Regions from separate parts of the Danio rerio genome. Here region 2 is linked to region 1. Evidence: chromatin contacts called from public Micro-C data. All regions are on one chromosome and are shown on one strand. Each heading gives the region's core, a stretch centred on a gene start, on an enhancer-like site or on the middle of the called end of the contact. The rest is flanking DNA. Distances are from core to core; before and after follow the strand shown. Region 1 holds the start of itcha (itchy E3 ubiquitin protein ligase a). Region 2 has its middle 87 kb from the start of necab3.

Region 1 (4,826 bases), core at 901-3,400:
GATATGTAAACAATAAACAAATATGAGATTTTTTTTGTCAGTAATTATCTGTTAAAAGGTTTAAACATTGTCTTAATGCCTGGTTAATTTCTTCAGCTCCACACTGACAATTCTGAGGGGTTTATTGATCAACCAATGAACTATTATTCATGGTAACAGGTTTGAGTTTCATCTAATGCATCATTAACTTTTTCAAGTTTAATTCTGCCTGCCAGTGAATCAGGGTGGCGGCTAATATCAGCAATCTGTCAGAGAGGTTAGTTAACCACATAAAGAATTATAACGATTTTTAAGCACTTCATCAATTGTCAGGAAATGATTTTCACAAATCTGCAACCGTTGAATAACACTTGTTTATTGGGGTTTTGAATATATTAAGACTGAACGCTACAGGCAAATCCTTGATTTTTATATACTGATCAATTTTTGGACTGCTTCAGATTACTAAAGAGACAACATACTTTTAAGTGTTCACTTTATATATATATATATATATATATATATATATATATATATATATATATATATATATATATATATATATATATATATATATATTTATATTTGTGTCTGTAGTAGGCATGGGACGATAACTGTTTTCAAAATATACTGCGGTTTGGAAAAGTCAAGGTTTTAAAACCGCCAACATTTTCTGTAATACTGTTCATAAGGTATGTGTAGGATTTTTACTAACATTTTTTTAGGACAACACTATCTCCAGCAAAAAAAAAAATGTCCAAGGATGTCGTTTTAAATTGTAAAGAAATCTGTGTTTTTAAAACAGCAGAAGTCAATGATTTCTTTTAATTATTTAGCCTGACTTGTTTACTGCTTCAAAATATTATAAATCTTTCAGAAAATAAAATATATCGTTTTCAAAGGGGAAACAAGTTTTAGTTTTTTACCCAGACATTTAAAAATAATATATTTTAGGGCAGTAATCAAATACCGTGATACTGTGATACTTTTATCCAAGGTTATTCTACCGTCAAAATCTTAAAGTACATTTCTTTAGGGGATGTGAGCTTTTCATGCACTAAGTCAGAAACATTCCAGTTTCTTAAATAGGCATTTAAACGTGCATTAAAATGTCCAATGTGCTACAATACATATCTTTAAACATTCATTCATTCATTTATTTTCCTATCGGCTTAGTCTCTTTATTAATCTGGGGCCGCCACAGCGGAATAAACTTATCCAGCACATGTTTTATGCAGCGGATGGCGTTCCAGCTGCAACCTATTACTGGAAAACACACACACACACTCATTAACACACATAGATAATGGACAAATCAGCCTACACAATTCACCTATAGTGCATGTCTTTGGACTTGTGGGGAAAACCGGAGCACTTGGAGGAAACTCAGAGCAATCGTGCTGCCCTATCTTTAAACATTGTACTAAAAATTCATCTTTTTAAATTTCAATATTTTATTTAAACCAATAAATAAAAGATTACTGTGTGGAAATGTACAGAAATTAGTGCATGATTAAATAAATAACTCATATTCAAACTGCTTTTTAGAAATGTCTTTCTGTAACCATGTTGACCTGCTGTATCTTACTTTTTTATAATTTGGAAAGTATAAAGACATTAAAAAGCGCCATGAAATGACATCAGATGGTAGCCTATATCATGAACAGACATTAATTGTGCACACAATTGCATGGAACTATAATGGCATAACAGTTACTATGTAAATGTCGTGATATATACATTCAGTGCCTTGGATAAAGACGACAGGTCAGTTTTATGTACATACCATCGTTGTGTTATAACACACATACAGTTACAGTACTTTTGAGAGCAGTGACGTCACATAACGTTACTGACTGTCGGTGTCGCAGCTACAAAATTCAGCATAACAACAGACGGATGTTTACACGTAAGCTACATGCATATATCAAATGGAAAATGAAAACTGGCCGTTGTAAATCGTTTCAGACTATAGTTAAGGTACAGTAACGAGCTGTCAAAACATCACCTGCTAGAGTCCAGTAGTCAGTCACCGGTCAAACAAGCTAACGGTAACGCGTTACCAAAACACGGCTGGTTTAAAGCCATACTGTCCTCTATAGGTGTGTGTCACTAATATCTTACCGTGTTATGATCACAGGGAATGCTTCTAGATGTCAGTTTTAACGGAATCTGAGATCAGCTTTTCGCCGTTTTAATAAACTTTGCTCCATCTCAACCGGGTGACCAAAGGTCCGCCACCAGCACAGGCTCCATGTCGGAGTGACGTATCTGCGCGACCCCGTCACGTGACGACGCGCGCGTCTATCTGGATTATTCAATGCTTCTTTATACAAAGGTGTGCACTGCGCGGTATTTTACTAATATAAAGAGCGAAAGACTAGATATGTGTGTCTATACGTCAAGGTGAGCCAGTAATAGATTTCTTAAGATTATTTATAGGCTTGTTCTTTCACGAGATGGCGCTGTTTGACAGGGAAAGTAGTACAATCATCCATGGTGTTCACTGAAAGATCTTGATAGACATGGCATAGTTGTGGTTTCTATTTGAATGTTCATGTCTCAAATAGTGTTTAATTCATGTAAGTGTTTACAGTGTATTTAACTTAATGAAAATATGGATTCATTACTGTATATAAAATCAACAAAGGCAAAACTGTAAAAAAACCAAAAAGGTTGTGCACCATAAAATATTTAGTCATTTTTTGAGTTGACTTTATTCTATTATCTCAAAAGGTGTGATAGTTTAATTGACTTTTATCATTTTTACATTAAAAGTATTTTTTAAATTATTAAAAAATAAATTAAATAAACCAGGTTGTTTTTTCTGAACATGTTGGTCCTTATTTTATAGTATAATTTAATATGGTTGAATTGTTTAATTTATTCGTATGGTTAATTAATTTATTTTTAATTAAGAAGTTAAGCTTTGTGCAACATAAAGGGCACATATTTATGTCTGGCTGACATATTTTGGCTTAAACTATAACAGGAGCAAAGAATTTATTTGGTTTGAAACCGAATGTTTTATGAATGTCAAATGTCAAACTAACTTTACCGCGGTATCTTAACAGATTTATTTATTTATGCAAGTCCTTGTAAAAACATTAAACACTTAGGAACTCAGCTGTCACTGCATTTTTGCATATTTATTTGTGCATGGTTTTAGTACCATGACATTATTTCTAAATAATATTAATATACTGTGTTAAGGTATTTATTTATTTATTTATTTATTTATTTATCTGTGCAAGTGCTTATTCATTTATTCATCTATTTCTTTTCTTTTCGGCTTAGTCCCTTTATTAATCCAGGGTTGCCACAGTGGAATGAATTGCTAACTTTTCCAGCATATGTTTTACGCAGTGAATGCCCTTCCAGCTGCAACCGGTCACTGGGAAACATCCATACACACTCATTTACACAGATACACTACGGTCAATTTAGCCTACCCAATTCACATGTACAGCATGTCTTTTGACTGCTTTGGAGCACCTGGAGAAAACCCACGCGAATGCGGGGAGAACATGCAAACTCCACACAAAAATGCCAGCTGACCCAGCCGAGGCTCGAACCTACTGCACCACTGCGTCGCCAATAATAATAATATGGTATGCTAAGTTAAATTTATTTATTTATTTATTTTAATTTGGTTAGTTAGACGGTTAATCGGTCACATCTATAGTCGTAAATAGTATAAACTATAGTCATGTGGTCATAAATAGCATATATCATCTTAATATAGAGTATACAGGGTGGAAATGTAGTACATAGAAAACATAAAACTTGTGAGAAAAAGTGTCGATAGTTGCAATAAATTACATAACATGAAAATAAATGTCAGATTATGCAATGGTAATAGCCTATTAGAATATATTATTCATTAATTCATTCTTTCATTTATTAGTTCATTCATTAATTCACTGTCATTTTACAATATAATAAAACAATAATCAAAGAATATGAATAAATAGATTATAAATAAAGATGTTTGTTCTAGCAAAGGCGAGTCAGAGGAGTGTTGTCCATTGAACTACTGCTGGACCAATCAGCATCCGAGGAGGTGGACAAACAGAGCGCGAGAACTTCCTATATCTGAGTCTGATTCATCTATGCGACTCGGTTCGATTCGGATTCGAATTGTAAGGCTGACCAAATGCTGACCAAACTCACGGCACAGATGATAATGGTAATATTCCCAATTGATAAAGGTAATTCTTAAACATCCATGAAAAATGTGAATGTTATTTTATTAGCCTAAATACAGTGTTATATTATTTTAAACCATTCTACATTACTGTATATAGTATTTACAACTCACAACGGTTTCGATCCAAAACAATAGTGTCCTTGTATATAGACTAGCCTAGCCTATATATAGCCTATTTTATTACATTTTTTTATGATTATTCCTTTTTATTCTGTGTTTGTCCCTGTCTCTTTCACTGTAGAAACCTATGCTATGTCATGAAAACAAATTCCTTGTATGCTACTCATTTATTAATTAAAAAATAATATTAATTCATATTTATTTATTAGTTATACGTGTGAAATAACACTTAGCCTGCTTTATAACACGTCCAAATGAACAGAATATAGACAATATTTATAATTATTAATACATGAACTTCATGTACAATGCCAGGGCTGTACATAAAAAAGACATGACGAGTTATACATAGACTCAATAAGTAAGTCAATACAGTCAATACGCACTAATCAACTAATTAGTGAATATACTTAGTGAATATAATCAAATAGTTTGATGACATAAGCTTTATTTCCAACTTCATAAATAGTTCAAAAGCTCAAACGTACATATTCATGCACTAAAAATATTGACTGCA
Region 2 (4,826 bases), core at 1,018-3,517, 90 kb after region 1:
TTAGGCTGGTTTAAGCTGGATTTTTGAGCAGGGTATAGTATTTTGTTTCCATATAGCATGCCTAGTTATAATGATATGTATTTGGACGCACACATAGGCTACTTTGTCTATTTCATCTAGCCTATTAAAATAACAGAAGCACAACAAAATTACAGCAACAAACAAAATCATTTAAAATAATCTAGCTAAACCAAAAAAAAAAAAAAAAACTGCGTCAGTAATGATGAGCGGGTGTTTGTTCATCAGTGGCTGCAGGTGTTTTGCATTTAAGAGACTTTAAAAAGCCTCCGTTTGTGACGCTTTAGGTTATGATGAATGTTTGTTTGTTGTGGGACGTGTAGGATAAGATAAGATAAGATAAGATAAGATAAGATAAGATAAGATAAGATAAGATAAGATAAGATAAGATAAGAGTCGGGGAGTTAAGTGTTGTGTTGTGGTGTGTGTGTATAAAACTAGAATCTAAATTCTGCACATTTCATAGATTTGATTATGAAACTCCGCCATATTCAATATCTTCATCTGCCGCGAATTAATGTGAATGTGACCACATTAACCACATGTTGTGCTTTTACACATGAAACCAGTTGAATTTGCGCCATTAATTCTAAAAACATTTACCACAAAGTCAATCACACCCGGACAAATAACTCCTGCACAAAAATGTATTTTTGCATATGCTTTGTTCTGATTTGTTTTTTATGCACACTGTGAAACGGAGTCTTTTGGTGTGTTTGATCAAACTCTCAATTGGATTTTCCATCATGTGGTGGTGTTGGGTCGAAATGAATTAAATATATTTAGGAATGGTCAAACAGAATTAATGTCGTAAATGAAAAATGTTTTCGGCATTTCGGCGTGCATGAGAAACTGCTAGTTCATAAAAAAATATATAATTTCAGTTTAACAATTTCAGCGTTTAGTGATTGACAATTGTTTATTTGCGGTGGTGAATTACATTATGGGATGTTGATCTCCGTTCTGTGGACTTTTGATGTTGAAATTCAACTACAGTTTTACAAAGTGACATTTATTGACATTTTAGTATTATTAGATTTTTGTGGCGTAATATACAACACCAGCCAAGACAATATATCACTTTAAACGGTTAAAAATTATATCAAGTCACTTTTTCGAACTTTTAAAGTTCAAAAGTTGTTGAAAGAAAGATTCTTTTAAAAAAAGCCGATTGTTTTGGATGGCGGAATCCAGGGCTGTTGCTGGGCGCTGCTGTTGCAATGAACGTTCTATTGAGTGTCGCCTCCTGGTTATTCTAACCTTTTTTGTGTAGGCCTAGGCTTCGAGGAGCGATTTGAAATGATGGCTGTTTCTCAATATGCGGTCTTGTGTCCTCGTATAATGTCATCATCAGCTGCCAAAGTTTGGTTTTAATACTCAAGACCGCAAGAACAGAGGACGCGTGAAACTTCCTGGATGTGTTCTTGATATCGAGGACGCACCGATGCAGACTTGAGCACCGAACTCGCTCTAGAAGTCCCAGAAGTCATTGCGACTGAAGCGCAGCATTTTATCTAGATGTATTATTAAAGTTCAGAGATAAGTTTTATTTAACTCAGGAGTTTTCCTAAATGAAACTAGGAATATTAACATTACCATGGACATCTTAATAAAGGAATTGAACATTAAACACAATTAAACACATTAAGGGTGATTGTTTGCTGAAATGCGTATTAAAATTGTATTTGTATTGTGCAACGTATATTTGTCTTTATGCATAGTGTATATATATATATATATATTGAAAAGGGGAAATTGTTAAATTGTTGTAAGAATGCTGTAATATTCAAATTATTTACCATTAAAAACGCGTGAAGGTCATGTGACCATCAGGCAGAACGCAGCATCTAATTTCTCACAGGTTGCGTTCTCTACCCTCGCAGGCTCCCGAATTCGTTCTTCTGAGGACACCTGGCAAGACACAAGTCTGTTCTCTGCGTTCTTGGCATTGAGAAACCACCGTATTGTTTGTTTATTCGATACCACGCATGCGCAGTAGTTTTTCGTTCGTCGTTTTAGTGTTGACGAAAGAAGTTTTTATAAAATGCGGCCGTGAATCGAAGTGTTTTTAAAGCGAAATGCATCCAGATTGTTGTAATTATAGCCTCTATTTCTAGACTGATTGCTTTTTGAGTTGTGTGACTGTCATTTATACGTTTAATCATGTCGTGATGATCCAAAACAAACTTAAATGTCAAGCAGCTTTATTATAGTATCATGATGGCAAGAGGAGAGGAGTGTGTGTGGGTGAAGATAAGAGCTGAAAGACACACACACACGCACATCTGCATGTCATGAATGACTAACTCAAGCTGTCTGCTTTCATTAACGTTAAACCTCCACATCAAAATATAGGACAGTCTGTTCAAAATCATCATTTCTCACAGCACAGTAGCTCAGCTAGAGGAACAACTCATGGCTTATATTTATGCGGTCAAAAGTAAATTAATTGGAGATATTTTAATTTAATCAGATAGTACCTTTTAATTCAATCAGCCATTTTGAAGGTTTCAATATTTCTATAGGCCTACAACTGTTAAAAATGTGAATTTACCATCATCAGTGGTCAAAAACATTGAAAGGGGATCTATTATGCAGAAATGTCACTTGTTTAAAGGGTTTAAACACAATTGTGTGGCAGCAGTGTGGGAATATAACCAGCTTCTAATGTTAAATTTAATTAATTCTATTTTTAATTATCAGACTTGTCAGCAGAAACACTTTTATTGACGTTCTCTCTTTGTATGTGTCTTCAGAGGGGCAAAGCCCCGCCCACTAGTGCCCATATCTCCCTCATTAGCATATGGAGTCTTGTTTTTGAATCTGCCACTATGCTGACACACAGGCATTTGTAGCTCCGCCTTCTTCTGAAAAGATCTCATTTCGATTTAAAGCGACAGTCACCAAAACTCCACAATTAGGATCAAAGCATAAGGGTCAGAGTTGGAAAATATTATTGGTGTGGTATTTTGAATTGAAACTTCACACACTCTAAGGACATTCAAGAGTCTTTTAAAAACATCTTGTCCCCTTTAAAATAATGCAGTTTGGGAAATATCTACTCTGTCCATTAATACAATAGTTACAAAAGTCTTTGAAAATACTTTAAGTATTTGATTCAGGCATCATGTTATTAGCTACAGTATGCTGAATTAAATCTGCTATCTTTTGGTCACTTTTATTTTACATGCTTGGTTATATAATTTAACTATTTTATTTATTTATTTAATTTAACTTTATATGTTTTGTTTAGTTTTTGGTAAATTATTACATTTTATTTTTGTATTTGTCAGGTGATTGATGGCCATAAAATTAATTCATTTTGACTGATAATGCAATGTGATTTTGTCTGACCATTGTGTTTATTCCTGTAATTATATAAAGAAAACTACTGATATTTTAATATATTTTCATAAATCCTGTTTATGAATCATATTTATTTTAAATTGCTAAATGGAAAAAAAATGCACCAAACTAAATCAAAATATTATTTGAAAAATTTTACAGATGTTATATGAATAAATGTTAGTGGTGTATTTTAATAGTATTCTTTTCTAAACACAATTTACAAGGTGATATTTAATATTTGGTTTTAAATGACTATAATAAATAATAATAATAATAATTATTATTATTATTTTTATTATTGTTATTATTATTTTTTAATCATTATTATTATATTATCATCATAATAATTATAATAAAAATAATTATTATTAAAAACATGATTTTTATAATAATAATAATAATTACTTGAACTTCTATGTTAAGCTGTTTTGACACAATCTACATTGAAAAGGTGCTAAAGAAATAAACATGAATTAAATTGAATGATATACTTTAAAACAGTAAAATAAACATTATTAATATTATTTTTATTGTTTATTCTACTGTTTTATTTGTTAATATAACTTCTTTTATTGGAATTTTTTGACGTCACTGGTCAATGGCAGGTGGAAGTGGAAGTATTTTAGGTTTCAGAATCAGTGTGTTTCTGCCATCTAGTGGTGGAAGGTGGGAACGTTCACCTAAAGCAGATGAAACACATTTACAGTGAGATGCCCCCGTTTTTAATTTTCATCTCTTGCCAATAGAGGTCCCTAAATCTCACCTCATCACAGTTCTTATACTTATGTACCTATGCAAAACTATAAAGCAGTTTTTTTGGTCCAAAATGTAATAATTATATTAATTAATTATATATATTTTTCCCAACACATTTCTAAACATAAATTTTAACTAATTTGTAGTAACTTTTTTTTAATCTTTGCCATGATGCCAGTGCATGTGTGTGTGTGTGTGTGTGTGTATATATATATATATATATATATATATATATATATATATATATATATATATATATATATATATATATATATAAACTACCTGACAAAAGTCTTGTCGCTTCTATAAGTTTTAGGAGCAACAAATTATAACTTGACTTCTTTTAGTTGATCATTTGGTATCAGAAGTGGCTTATATAAAAGGAAAAGGCCTCTAGATGACACTTATTTGACCACAATAAAACCTAAACATGTCTTGATTTTTATTGATTTCATCAGGACAGTAAGGTCTGACTCTGCTTAGACTAAAGTCTTGTGACTGAACAGAAATAATGTCCAGTATAGAATATAAAGTCCTGCTGCAGTGGAGACAAAGTGAATATTGTGTCTGACTCCATCATGAGCTTGGAGGACTGCATCCATACATCTCTGACATGACTCAAATCACTGATTAATAAAGTCATCTGGAATGACAAAGAAAGCGTTCCTGCAGGACTCCCAAAGTTCATCAAGAGTCTTTGTGTT

Evidence for each region. A called contact is a pair of places that touch in the nucleus more often than the background predicts.
Region 2: a Micro-C map of caudal fin shows a contact between it and region 1, with 4 times the contacts expected there. The contact joins the enhancer-like site here to the promoter of itcha in region 1. A contact is called at or near these places in 3 of 18 Hi-C or Micro-C datasets (caudal fin, embryo and an unstated tissue) and 1 of 4 datasets of contacts at active chromatin or transcription factors (embryo).

The regions. Positions count from the first base shown.
Region 1 is chr6:60,244,028-60,248,853 of GRCz12tu, forward strand. It overlaps itcha (itchy E3 ubiquitin protein ligase a), which reads right to left and starts at 2,151. Exons shown (of 24, transcript NM_001287095.1): 1 at 2,104-2,151.
Region 2 is chr6:60,333,939-60,338,764 of GRCz12tu, forward strand. No RefSeq gene overlaps it. Among named protein-coding and RNA genes, the nearest start is that of necab3, 87 kb to the left of the region's middle. Within about 2 kb of position 2,268, at least 6 of the 62 cell types and tissues checked have an H3K27ac peak or open chromatin away from gene starts, as enhancers often do.